2 separate regions of the Mus musculus genome follow, and region 1 is linked to region 2. A link is a contact called in public HiChIP or PLAC-seq data. All regions are on one chromosome and are shown on one strand. Each heading gives the region's core, a stretch centred on a gene start, on an enhancer-like site or on the middle of the called end of the contact. The rest is flanking DNA. Distances are from core to core; before and after follow the strand shown. Region 1 has its middle 18 kb from the start of F3. Region 2 holds the start of A730020M07Rik (RIKEN cDNA A730020M07 gene).

Evidence for each region. HiChIP or PLAC-seq counts read pairs in DNA pulled down with a chosen protein or histone mark.
Region 1: an HNF4G HiChIP or PLAC-seq map of pancreatic cancer cells shows a contact between it and region 2. The contact joins the enhancer-like site here to the promoter of A730020M07Rik in region 2. A contact is called at or near these places in 11 of 39 promoter capture datasets (the 3T3-L1 cell line, 3T3-L1-derived adipocytes, the C10 cell line and 6 more), 1 of 15 datasets of contacts at CTCF or cohesin (the NIH/3T3 cell line), 40 of 484 Hi-C or Micro-C datasets (the 3T3-L1 cell line, the AML12 cell line, CD8 T cells and 23 more), 12 of 115 datasets of contacts at active chromatin or transcription factors (the NIH/3T3 cell line, SST interneurons, acute myeloid leukemia and 9 more) and 1 of 9 other capture datasets (embryonic stem cells).

Annotation. Positions count from the first base shown.
Region 1 is chr3:121,701,697-121,708,482 of GRCm38.p6, forward strand. No RefSeq gene overlaps it. Among named protein-coding and RNA genes, the nearest start is that of F3, 18 kb to the right of the region's middle. Within about 2 kb of position 2,050, at least 25 of the 459 cell types and tissues checked have an H3K27ac peak or open chromatin away from gene starts, as enhancers often do. A contact at or near this core is called in the HL-1 cell line, the N1E-115 cell line, the NIH/3T3 cell line and 1 more, where this site is marked.
Region 2 is chr3:121,642,798-121,649,374 of GRCm38.p6, forward strand. It overlaps A730020M07Rik (RIKEN cDNA A730020M07 gene), which reads right to left and starts at 3,656. Exons shown (of 3, transcript NR_036458.1): 1 at 3,585-3,656.

The DNA.
Region 1 (6,786 bases), core at 800-3,299, 57 kb after region 2:
AAATCAAAGTCTATAGAGTTTTATTTTGTCCTGCTAGTCAGAATTCAAAAGAGCTGCTTCTCTTTCTCTTCTCTTCTTCTTCCTCCTCTTCCTCCTCCTCCTCTTCCTCCCCCTTCTATACTTCTTGTATTTTTATGTGACATGCATGGGTGTTTTGCTTGCATGCATGTCTGTGTACTGTGCGCATAAAGTGCTTTGGGGGACAGAAGAGGCTATCAGACCCTCTGGAACTGCAGCTGCAGACAGTTGTTAACTGCCATGGTGGCTGGAAACTGAACCCATGTCCTCTGGAAGAGCAGAGAGTGCTCTTAACCACTGAGCTATCTCTTACAACATCCTCGGTCAGCAGGGCACTCCAGGTCATTTCTTGTAGGTGGAGGCATGGAGAACAGATCCTGTGAACCAGATATGGCTCAGGGCGGTCCTGTTGACAGAAGCATTTGAAGATGTGATATTTAATGTATGTGAAGCTTTGGCTCTGGCTAAGCAAAATAGTCGTGGCAGTCTGATTAAATGGGTGAGCATGCTAGATGTTACTTTAGTTAGCATGAAATCATTTCATGTTCCAAAACAAACAAACAAACAAACAAACATAGACCGCCTGTGAAGTGCTTTCAGTATTCAGTGAGCTTCAGGATTTTGTGAAGGACAAAACTCGAAGTGCTGATTTGGGGGAAAAAATGGGCTCCCCAAACTGTCTCAGCTTTGACCCAGCAGTTCTAGATGTATAGGAAGGAACCTTAATGTTTACTTTGAATATAAGGAAACTCAGAGAAGAAGATTACTCAAAGTTAATGAAGAGAGGTGTTCCCTCAGAGCCAAGAGTCCAAGTGTCTCCCAGTTTCTCACTGTCTCCCACCACACTGCTGGCATGGAGAACTGTGGGCCAGCTCAGCAGTGGCTTGAGGCTCTCCCAGACTCAACTGCACATCACTCGGGTCAGGTGCCTTCTTCAGACATGGTGTCTGCTTCTGAAGGAAGGGAGGTTTGATGGACAGTCCTTAGAAATCTCACATTTGGGGGCTTTAATTCTCAGCCTCCTTACAACAGTTACATTCTTGTAAATTCTACCCTGACACAGATGTTTTGAGCTTCCTGAGAGGAGAGGAGAGAGGAGGAGAAGGAGGAGAGAGAGGAGAATGGAGAGAGTGTGGAGAGGAAAGAGAGAGAGAGAGAGAGAGAGATATGAAATTGAAGACAAAACTAAAATAGTTTCATTAAAATATAGGATGTATTATTTTATTTGGCTGCTAACCCATAGTTAAATGAAGCTTTTCATAATATATTTACTCCAGAGTCATCTATTTAAAGATTCAAACTACATACACATGTTTAGAGACTCAAGAGTTTGAAAACGATCTTAAGATTGCCCTTCTGATGATCATGGGAGAGGTCTGGGTTCCTATGTCATCATGAACATGAAGCTACTTTAAGCCCTTGCTCTTTCATTAAAGACATATAAAGATGAGCTAAGATACTCACTTGATTTATTTTCTTCCTTAATAATCTCTAGATGAATTCAGATGTCAAACTATCTGAATATAAAGAGCAATGTTCAAAGACTGCCCGCATGATAGGGCTTAAGCGGTCTTCTTGAAGCCTTGCTGAGTCATGCCCCTAGCTGTTCACCCCTCCCCTGAGACATCAGGCAACTGTGAGAAATCTCATATGAACCCAAGTACACAAGGCTTGCACCAGTCCATAACCACCTCAGCCGTCTCGCCACTGGGGGTAAAAATGTCTCCCTCTGATCACTGACACAAAGGGCAGGGTTTAGATATTGGCAAGGGCATGGTTTGGATACTAGCTCACATGATTCCAGCAAGAACAGTCTATTTCTCGAGAGGTTTCCAAAATTAATAATACAGACATCTGGAAGTCACTAGTCCTCAAAAATTACAAACCCTTGATGATGCTTATCAGGGATGCTATCATGGGATGTTCTGAAAGGTCTTGAAGAGTTTTCTCCTGACATCAATCACCACATGCAGAAAGGCTGAGCGATAAGGAAGCGGTATCAAGCAATAGTCTGAAGGGACTTGGGCCAGTGTGCTGAGTCACTCACTGGCTTTCCACAAACCTTTTTAAAGGTTTGGATGAATGGAATATATAGAAACTGTACATATGATGTGCAAATAAATTGGTTAAGTGTTGTTGTTGTTGTTGTTTTAACAAAAAACACAGTTGTGTATCCAGCACCCCAGAAGAACCGCAGGTGGGAATCTCCATCCACATTCTTTTTTCTTTCTCTTGACTTAGAGATCATACGGCGTCTATCTATCCTTCTCTGCCTGGCTGCTTTTACTCAGACATATGTTTATGTGAGTCACCTGCTGTCCTGTTAGCAGGATCCTGTTCATTCTAATCTCCATTATGCATTCCACTGTGGGGAGTCTGCCTCTAGAGTAGTCTATTACTGATGCACATCTATTACTTGGCTTCACACTGTGAAGCAAAATTTATTGTCTGATTTGGAAGCTGAAAAAAAAAGTTTCATGTGGGATTTGTATGCTGAGAGGGAAGAAGAGAATGAAGGAGAAACTTCTTTGGTCTGCTTTGCTCCCCGCCCCCAACCAAAGAAAGATGCTCGTGAGAGCAGAGCTGCAACAGGCAGGAGAGGTCTCCAGTCTTTATTTTTTTTTTTTTTTTAAAGATTTATTTACTTATTTATTATATGTAAGTACACTGTAGCTGTCTTCAGATGCACCAGAAGAGGGCATTAGATCTCATTACAGATGGTTGTGAGCCACCATGTGGTTGCTGGGATTTGAACTTCGGACCTTCGGAAGAGCAGTCGGGTGCTCTTACCCACTGAGCCATCTCTCCAGCCCCAGGTCTCCAGTCTTAAGGAGTTAGGAAGAACCCCTGTCTATGGAATTCTCCAGAAGGACTACCTACAGGATACTGAATATGTGTAAACAACAGGAAAGCCCTGTGGTCTCTTAGAATCCTCTGTATTTACTTCAAAGTGGCTAAGACCCCCATTCAGCCCCAGGCAACTATGGGTTCAGTCTAGCTTCTCACCACACTTGGATGCCCGGCTACTACTTATCTCCAAAATTCTTAAGAATTAGAATTAAAATTCTTAAGATAAGATCCCAGGAATTTTAGGTCCCTGTCTTAGACATAATTTAGGCCAAACAGATTTATGTCCCAGTCTTAGACATAATTTAAGCCAAACCTTTCTGTTTTGATTAGCTCGTTTTTTATTCCCCTTTCCAAGAACACAATAATTATTCTGCTTAAAATGCCCTTGAGATTTTAAGATAATAAGTTTCCAATAGTTTGAGGCAAAGCTAGCTTAGCCCTGGTCATGGTTATCAGGATATAATGATTTATAATATATTTAAGCCAAGTCCGACAGTGTTGGTCTGTAATCCCAGATGTGGAGAGGCTGACATGGTAGATTGAAAATTCAAGGGCTGCTTAGGCGACACAGGAAGTCCAAAGCCAGCCCAAGTGACTTAGTGAGACTTTCTCAGGGCAAAAAGCAAAAGGAGGCTGAGAATACAGCTCAGTGGTAGAGCACACACTAGCCATACTGGAATAAGTGTGTGTGTGTGTGTGTGTGTGTGTGTGTGTGTGTGTGTGTGTGTGCGTGCGTGCGTGTGTGTGTGTGTGTGTGTGTGTGTGTGTGTGTGACAGAGAGAGACAGAGAGATACAGAGACAGACAGAGAGACAGGGACAGAGACAGACAGAGACAAACAGAGACAGAAACAGATGGACAGAGAGAGACAGGGAGACTAAGAACCAGTACATGAAATCAAGTACTATTATCATCAGAGAGAGAGAGAGAGAGAGAGAGAGAGAGAGAATGAGAGAGAGAGAGAGAGAGAGAGAGAGAGAGAATGAGAATGTTCATTTGGTAGGGGGATCCTGGGAAGAACATGGAATAGTGTTTGTATTCACTGGTTTGAAAAGACTTTGAGACTATGCCTATATTGAGGGTGTTTATGTTTAACATCTTAGCAAGGCTTTGAAGAAGTTGTATGTGTATACACATGGGTACCCTCAAAGATTTTAAACATTTCATAAAGAGCAAGCTACTGTCTGTACAAACAAACACATGAGATGATAGCGATTTTTTTTTAAAGACAAAGCTGGGAATTTAATTTTTGAAATTCCTCCTCTTGTCTCTTTTTGGCTGAGTATTTCTTTTCACTGTTTCTTCCTGACTACGTAAGCACATCACAACAATATGAAATAGCAGTCTATGGCGTGTGGCTAACAGGACATCAGGATACTCATTCACATCATCTCAGGTGGAACGAACATTCATGCTGTGGTCCAGAAGCATCCTTTGCTCCAGACAGCTGATTTTCAGGCTTAAAGCTCACTGACGAAAGCCATAGCCCTGCTGTGTGGATTGCAGGGAGGGAGCAGAAATGAAATGCTCTCTTTCTAGCTCATAACTACCAACAATTCAAGCTAACGTTTTCTGTCGTTTTGACTTTACTAATTACTGTATATTTTAATACACTTGAAGAATGAGATTTTTCACAATGACTCTATGAGGTAGGAAGAGGTGTCGTCTTTTACAAATTTGGAAAGTGGACTTAAAAGAAGTTAGCACTTGGCAAAGTGACAGGGCTGTGAATAACAGGACCAGAATCTGAAATCCAGCTCTGGCCAGGAGCCCAAGGCTTCACCACAGTAATGCACTAGCTTTCTTATACGTGCAAGATATCCACAGGGCAGATACCAGGAACCGAGCACAGGAACACTACAGGAGCCTAGAGAAAGGAAGACTTTGCTAACTCCAAAGGCTGGACACCTTGTATTGGATTTGTTTAAAGTAATGAAATGTAGCTCTCAAGGGGAGACAATCAGTATCAAATTTATCTTGGGTTTTGGCTCTCTTTTAAAACGGGCGACATGAAGATTCCATTTGGAGATTAAGAACTATGATGTCATTTGAGTAGATCTTCCCGCTAGAAATAGGAACGTTAATAAAACACATCAATGTGACTACATTGTGTGTTCATTGGGCAAAGAATGACTGTGAATGTCTGAGTTGACTACAGACATCCGGATAAACCTCTTCAGCCACTCACAATGGACCTTTTATTTCCTACACTGCTCAAATGAGCTCTTTCTTATGCTCTAAATAGCGACAGAGGAAGTCGCATTCTTCCAGTAATATCACCATAGGCCATGACATGGCTCCTTTGAAAGCTCATTTCCAATTTTTCAGAGTCACCTGTAGATTTAATTTAATTTCCCCCTATTTCAGACTCATATGATACATACATCATCTTCATATTAAAGCCTTGTGTTAAAATCCAGCTCAGACATACTGAGTGTTCATTAAGAAGGGTCCACTCTTCACTCCCCATAAAGCACAACTGTGAAGAAATAGAGAATCAAGAGGCAGAACTAGCCACAGGGACACCTGATCCATAGTTTCTTTCTGAAAGGGAGGAACAGAAATCCTGAGAAGATAAATGCCTTGCCTGTGGTCACAGAGGAGTAACACATTTATGATGAACACAGGACCTCTTTCTTTTGCCACAAGTCCATCCTTTATGCTCAGTCTAAATCCTGTGGTCAGAGAAGCCCTTGTTGTGAACTCTGGCCACCACTTTGCACAATGCTTGGAGCACGCAGTGTTGGAGCAACAAAGGTTGGTTGAGTTGGAAACTCCATCTAAGGCTGTTTCCCAGTAGGGCAGAGGTGAGGATTCTGAGTCTGGAGATGTTTGGGGAGGTTATGGGACTTTAGGAGGCGGAGTCTTGCTGGAGAAAGTCCATCACTGAGATGCTCTCGGCAACTTTATAGCCTCCTACCATTTCTCTTTGTTTCTCTGCGGTGACGATAATCGTCTCTCCTTTTTCTGCTCCAGCTATGTGCTGACACCCCCATTATTGACTGGTCTGTGACCATAAACCAAATTGAGCGTTTGTCTATAAGTTGCTTCTGCTCATAGTATTTTTTATAGCAAAAAATAAAGGTTAATAAATAATGTTTAATAAATTTTAAGTAATTTGCATGTTTTAAGGGGTAGTTTACAATGTGTTATAATTTTCAATATTTTAAAAATATATCTCACCTTTATGTATATACCTAGTCAGACTTTACTACATCTATAACAGATTATGTCATTGTAAAATAAGAATATTTACTATGAGATGAAGAGATGCTGCAGAGGTTAAGAGCATTAGCTACTCTTTCAGAGGACCTGGGCTCAATTCCCAACACCCACATGGCAGCTCACAACTCTTCCAGGGGATCCAACACCCTCACACCTACATACATGCAGCCAAATCACCAATGTACATAAAGTAAAAATAAATTGGATAAAAAAGAATATTTATTGAAACAATAACTCTGTCTCTCATAGCCATGTTCCTTGTCATTCAAGGTTAGTTTGTGACAGATCTTTTCTTTGTTTTTTTCCTAATGACTGCAATTTATCTGATCAGTTCAGAGTTCAGACAGACACCTGTGAGTTCACATAAATCTAGACCCACAGCTATGGGTCCCTGGTCCCTGGTCCCAGGAACCATGCACTTTGTCTAGTTAGAGCACAGTGTCTATCCTTCACCTCCAGGGCACTCAAGCTCGAGCCTAGCAATAAGTCCCTCCTTATACACTCAACATGTTGAGCATCTGCCATATATCAAGCCCTGTTCTAACTGCTGGAGGTACACACTAGTGATGAATATATAGGGATATCTGTGCTCAAGGAACTCAGTCTGGGAGGTAGAGAGAAGGATCTTTTCTTTTTCTTTCTTTCTTTCTTTCTAGAAAATAATTATGTTGGGGAGAAATTTTACTTCAAGTTT
Region 2 (6,577 bases), core at 2,406-4,905:
CATGTTAAGCAAATTAAGCCATTCATACCATATTTTCTCTCATTTGTGATTCCTGGATTTAAATGGTCACATAAAATCATGAATATACATATTAAATGAAAGTAGAAATAAAATTGTCTAAGGGAACAAGGAATAAACAGGAGGGGGAGGTGGGAAAAGGGGGAGGGATTTGATGGGCAAGGAGGGATGCACTCAGCCTATATAGATCCATACCAAAACTCAAAATTAACTTTTAGAAAGCCAACGATGTCAAAGGCACATTAGAAGTTTGACTGGAACTGATGCCTTGTCAATAAAACTATATCAGCTTTGTAAAAATGATATGACTTAAGTGTACAATCAATATTCATGAATTAATAAATGCCATATATGAGTTGAAGTCAGAGTCATCTTGCGTGAGATACTTACGCACCGTGCTGTATCTTCTCCTATGGGGATGGATGCTGTCTTAACTCGCACGTGGTTCAGCCTTGCACGCAGCACGCACTCAGCTAAAGGGCAAACTCTTGCTGACATTTTAGAGATAAAGTAGTAGAGATTGCAGTGGGTGAGGAGACTCGGCAAAGCACACAGCCAGCATCAGGCAGCGCTGGCTTGGGATGTCTCCCTGGGTTTCTGGCAGGATCAAGTCATTGCAGCAATTGAAGTGCACAGAACTTCCTCTCACCCTGCTGGGAGACAGCCAGTCCCAGGCAGACACTCCACAAAGCTTTGGCTTGCTGGCCACAAGGGCATCAAGGACATCGCACCCACAGGAGTCTGGCCTTTCACTAATTCATTTCCAGCTGAGAAGCAGCTTCGGCATCTGGTTGATTTTCAATTCTGTCTTAGCTTTTTGATTAATTTCAATTTTAATAACATTTCTTCACTTCTTTCCAGTTTTTTTTCCAGCACATAGCAGTAGTGATATGACTGCCGATAAATCTCACAACGAGCTCTGGCAGGGACTTTTAGTGGGTGTGAGCTCTGTGGAAAACTCTGATGACCTATGCTAATGAAAAGTTCAATTACAAGGAAATGTTATCATTCTCTTAACTAAGAAACTGTATGGAGGTTGTGTGTGTGCAAATGTATGTGTGTAGTGTATAAATGTGTGTATTGTTCACAGGTATATGTGTGTATACATGTATGCATGTGTGTATGTGTGTTTTTATATGTATGTGTGTTAATGTACATGTGTTATATGTATTGCCTACAGGTGTATATGTGTATGTTTATACATTTGTGTATGTGTATGCATGTGTGTTAATGTGTATTTCCCACAGGTGTATATGTGTATGTTTATGCATGTGTGTGTGTATATGTGTATGTTTATGCATGTGTGTGTGTATCTCAAGGCAAAGCCAACTGAGTTTTTAAAAGCAGAACCATCTTGGGCACCATCATGCCTCAGTTACAAGCTACTGGTTTTTTCTTTGTCTTCCACCATTAGGCTCATCAAAGTTCTTGTACATTTCTCTCTCCCTCTTCTTCCCATTTCTCCTCAAGTTCCCTACTAGCCCAGAGTCATGGCCACAGACCATGTCTGTCAGCCTCACCTGGGAGCACAGAACAAGTCACCCACAGATTCCTTTGGAGTGACTAAGCCCTAGTGTTAGGATCAGAGAAATCCTGCAGACCATACATGCAGTTCCTTCTTGCTCATGTGGGATGGACCAAAGAACTCAGTGTTGGTGGCCTACCGTGGCAGACTCCAAGGAGAACATCTGGAACGTCTTCGGCCTTCTGTAAGCTTAGAGAGCAGCTCACGGGGGCAACCTGGACAATAGCATCCATTACTGGGATCCTGACACCATGTTCTCTAGTGCCATCCTTCCCACAGCTGGCCCTAACAGGGTATCCAGATCTTCCTCTCTGAGCAGGCCTGAGTGGGCTACTCGTGTGGAGTAACAATGCCAGAATTCTAGCTTCAGACTTCTAGTAGCGGTGACAGGCAGAATTACCAGACCAATCTTCAAAAACAAACCTTCCTGTAGCCTTTTTAATAGTTGATCTTTGGGCCTAGAAATGCAGTTCAGTTGGTAGAGTGTTTACCTGGAGTGCACACGGTGCTGGGGTTTGAGCCCCAGCACCCCATAAATGGGCCTGGTGACTCATGTATGTCATCTCAGCACCTCAGAAATTGAGGCAGGGGAATTTGAGAATTTGAGAACTTCAAGGTCATTCTAGGCTCCATACTGAATTCAAGTCCAGCGTATATGAGAGTCTCCCCAAATCCCACCTTCCAGTTACTGCCAACTTAGCTTATTTCAGAGAGAGACCAAAGGCCCCCATAGGTAGCTCCTCGCTAATTCTCAGCACCATTTAGAATCCATTGGCACATGCATCATTCATTGCTTCTGTTTCTGCACTTGTACAATTCACCACTTAAACCCTTCAGTGTAAGCTCCTCGTTTGTAGAATTCTGAAGGTGGCTCCACAGAGGCCCTTCCTGATGACCTCTTGACTTTGTTCTGCCACCTCCCTCTCCCTCTCCCTCTCCCTCTCCTCTCCCTCCCCCTCCCCTCCCCCTCCCCCTTCCTCTCCCTCCCCCTCTCTCAGCCTTGGCTATCTTCTCTTCTTCCCCAAGAAGACATCTCCTCAATCCTAGCCTTGAGCAGGCCCCGCATCCCTGTTTCCATCAGACACACTCTTAGCAATTTTGAAATTTCTAAAGGGCTTATATAATCACAGCAAAGTGATTGATTGTATAAACCAGTAGCTATTTTCTCTCCAGTCCTGAGCATCTGCCCAAGAGGGCAGAGATCTTGACCCCAGGAGCTCAGCACTGTGTCTCGCATATGCAATAAGTTCACAATGAATAGAGAATGGGGGTCACGGCAGGGCAGACTTTCTGGACAACTATGCACTGAATATAGGGAGAGGGCAGCCAAAGGGTGCAACATGGGTGGCTTGTGAGAACAGCCAGAGGACAGGCTGGCAGGCCAACTCCGCAAGGAGGCTGAGACATGATGCATTTCACATAAAGACCTCGGACGGCCCCGCAGCTGGGCTCTGCAGTGTTGAGTGAAGAAGAAACCTACAGCGATTGGCTTTCTGGTTCTGTATTTTTCAGAGTGATTAGAGGGAGGGCAGTTTAGCAGGGAATACAGGGCTGGGTCATAGCTAAGGCGGTAAAGAAGCATTCCCTGACACTTTCCAAAACCTGCTTTTGAAAAAAATGAAAGCCAAAAGAGGCATTGTGCGTTTGTGATCCCAGTTCTGGGAGGCAGCGGCAGGCAAGACACCCGGGCTCCTTGTCCAGCCAGCCTATCCTACTCACCACTGAGGGACATGTGGGTGAGTCTTGAGAAACAACAGGCAATGTTGTCCTCCAGCCTATACATGCATATGCACATATCTGCAAGTAAACTTCACACACACACACACACACACACACACACACACACACACCCCACCATTTGGTCCCTAAGTTCTGGGAATTCCTCATGAAGCACACTGGAGAGGCTAAACTCAACCTTCATACTGCACAGCCCAGGGGCCCCTGGTCTCCTGGGAGCTTTAGGGGGTTTGTAGCTCCTCTGGGGGGCTTCTGATGGTTATGGAGTCAGAGAGAGTTGGATTCATAGCTGTTTCTTACTTACCAGCTGAGAGAACTCAGGAAAATGGCCTTTTTTCCTGAGCTTCAATACTTGCCTCTCGTAATGGTTTAGTTACTGAGTTAGTAGAAATATTAACTGGCCCTAAGTGCATGCCTGCTGGAGCATACGTATGAATAATAGCTAAAGTCACTGGTGGTTAATAACTCAGTTTGACTTTGGTCCTGTGTATGTTGACTTTGTTTTGGTCAAATAATAAGTAAATCATTGTGAAGTCGGCGTTACAGTGAACAGGGAGCTTGTTTCTTAGTCCTCCCATCAAGTTCAGTGTAACTGGGGTGCTGATTCAGGCTCTTTATGGCTGTGATTACCCCCTGTAATCACTACTGCCTTCCTCAGTGGGAAGGGAGGATGTCCCCCATCCTCCTGCCCACAGAAAAGACTGCCCTCAGGTGTAAAGTCCAATTACTGGGCGCAGTTGGGAAGAACACACACAGAGGTGCATTCCTGAGCCCTGAGCGTGGGCCCTTGTTTGTCCTCTCCTTATAAGGAGTGAGTTATCATCAGCCTTGCAGGAAGGTCACGGCTGTTTCTCCCTCCTCAAGTGGCTGAAATCATCCTTCTCCTCGGAGGGGTGGGGTAGTGATTAAGCAGGCTAACCATGCCAGCGCTTTGCTATCCAAGTATGAGGATGTTTACAGACCTTGTGACAGAGGTGGGGATTTTGTCTGATCCTGGGGACTCCCAGAAGACACACCAGAGAGTCCCCCACCACTCATCCAATAGTGGAAGATCAGCTACAAAGGCCCTTTCACCAGCTTGTGGCCATAAAAGTTGGCCTGGTAGGAAGAGCTGGAGCCCTAACATCTTTAAGGGTTGAGGGCTGTGCCTAGTTTCTGGCCACATCCTCTGTATCTTAAAGGGAACAGACCATGCCAGTTGTTCACACTGCCAGGATGCTTTGCCTCCCTACTGTCTAGAAGCACCACTCATGAGAACCTTCTGTGAATGTGATGGAAAATAAAGCCTGACTCCTTTAAGATGTTTCAGGCAGTGTTTTGCCACAGAGATGAGAAGGGTACTTAAACAGACTGCTTGCCTTTCTTTGACATTTATTATTAATTGTTGCAAAGCAAATAAAGACAACAGGCCTGGGGGCACAGCGATGAATCCTGGCTTTGGATGGGATAGTGTCTCCCAAAACCTCCCATCCAGTGCAACCATACTGAAAAGTGGTAGGTATTCAGGAAGTGGGGCGTAGAGGATTAGAACTAGAGGAAGCAGAGAATCTTCAACAAGAGTGACTTGCTGTGCAGAGGCGAGTGTGAACCCCATGTGAGCTCTCACGGCTTCTCTCATGGCTTGATCCTCTCTGCACACACTACTACTGCTGCTCCCACACACTCTTCTAACCAGAGGTGTCACTTATCACTGAATGACTTAGCCAGAAGGCCCTCCCCAGAGGCAAACACATAGAACTGCTTGTCCTAGGATTTCCAGTCTTCCAAACTCTGAGCTAACTAGACCCCTTTTGCTTCTAAAGGTTTTCAGCATCAGGTGTCTTGTCATAGCAGCATAAAACAAATCTTTGCTTTTCACCCCCACAGATACAAGCTAAGTCAGGATAACTTGTCCGAACAGCAAATTGGTAATATTGCGTATGTTGGTAAGTATATAGCATATAGTAATGGGTACTCTAATTCTTTGCCTTTCTTCTAGTCCTTTGAGATCTGAGGGGGATAAGAACACCATTGGGCAAAGCCTGTGCTGTTCTGACCACAGGGAGTGCTCCCAGGAGACCTTGTACTGGTGTCTGAGTACAGCCCAACTGGGAGCTGAGGGGTGCTCAAGGATGCTGATATCAAGGGCTGGACTGATGTGCTCTACATCCATCTGAGATTACAGCATCCGAAAACCCACCGTCAAAAGTTAGATCTTTTGTAATGACATTGAGATCATTCCACTGATGTTCCTAGAAAAAACCAAACCAAACCAAACCAGATTTCTACCCTAACTAACGAGGATATGATAGAGCTTAAGAAATCTTTAGAATAGTTCTTTACACAAATAGAACAGTTGATCAAGCTGTGAAATGCCCACACATACTATGTGTATAAGTGGTTATTCAAAACATTTCTGGACTACACTATTTCTAGGAAAGTGTCTCCTCTAAGAAATGTGAATTCTGTAAGGAAAAATTACAGCTATTTTCATCTTTAAACAGTTGCATAATGCACTCACTAACAAAACCAACAAGTGCACATGTACACGGAGGCCTCTCAAGGGCAGTATGGCCCTCAAGGAGTTGAGTGAATATTGTGAACACGCATTCCGACGTGGATGGGGTTTATATGGTTATTTGTAAGATTATGGAAGGATTGTTGGATCTTCACTCATGGAAACATATTTTGTATGATATAAAAAGCAAGACACGGTTAATTACATGTTACCACAGTACAAAATCATTGTTGACATGTGTGCGTGTGTTACTAGAGAGTGAAGTCAGAAGACAACCTTGAGTTTCTGTCCTTTCCTTCCACCCTGTCTGTGACAGACTATGTTGCCTGTACTGTGTACGCCAGGCAAGCTTGATCATGTGTTGTCAGGGATTCTTCTTTCTCTACCAGCCTCCTTGCTAAAGAAGCACTGGGGCTACAGGGGTGTGCTCATTCACCCTCTTTTACGTGGATTTGGGGGTTCAAACTCAGTTACTTGAATGGGAAGCCCTTTAACTCTTCCCCCTACCATATCCTGCACTCCCCTCTCTCCCTCTTCCTCCCCCCACCCCCGTCTCAAATTCATCAACAAGGACACAGATGTTGTCTCTCTGCAAAGGATAAAAGATGAATGTGTATTTGTATTGCTTAACTTAAAAATGTTTTTGGAACTGGCAAATTTGCAATAAGTTTATTATGCATAGACTTCTAATATTATTTTGGTTCTGTGTAAATTAAACTTTCTTTATTTGAGAAAATCCACTAGACATTCTTTCTATAATATGGCTCATGTGTTTTGATGGGCTTGTCCATCTGCAAAAT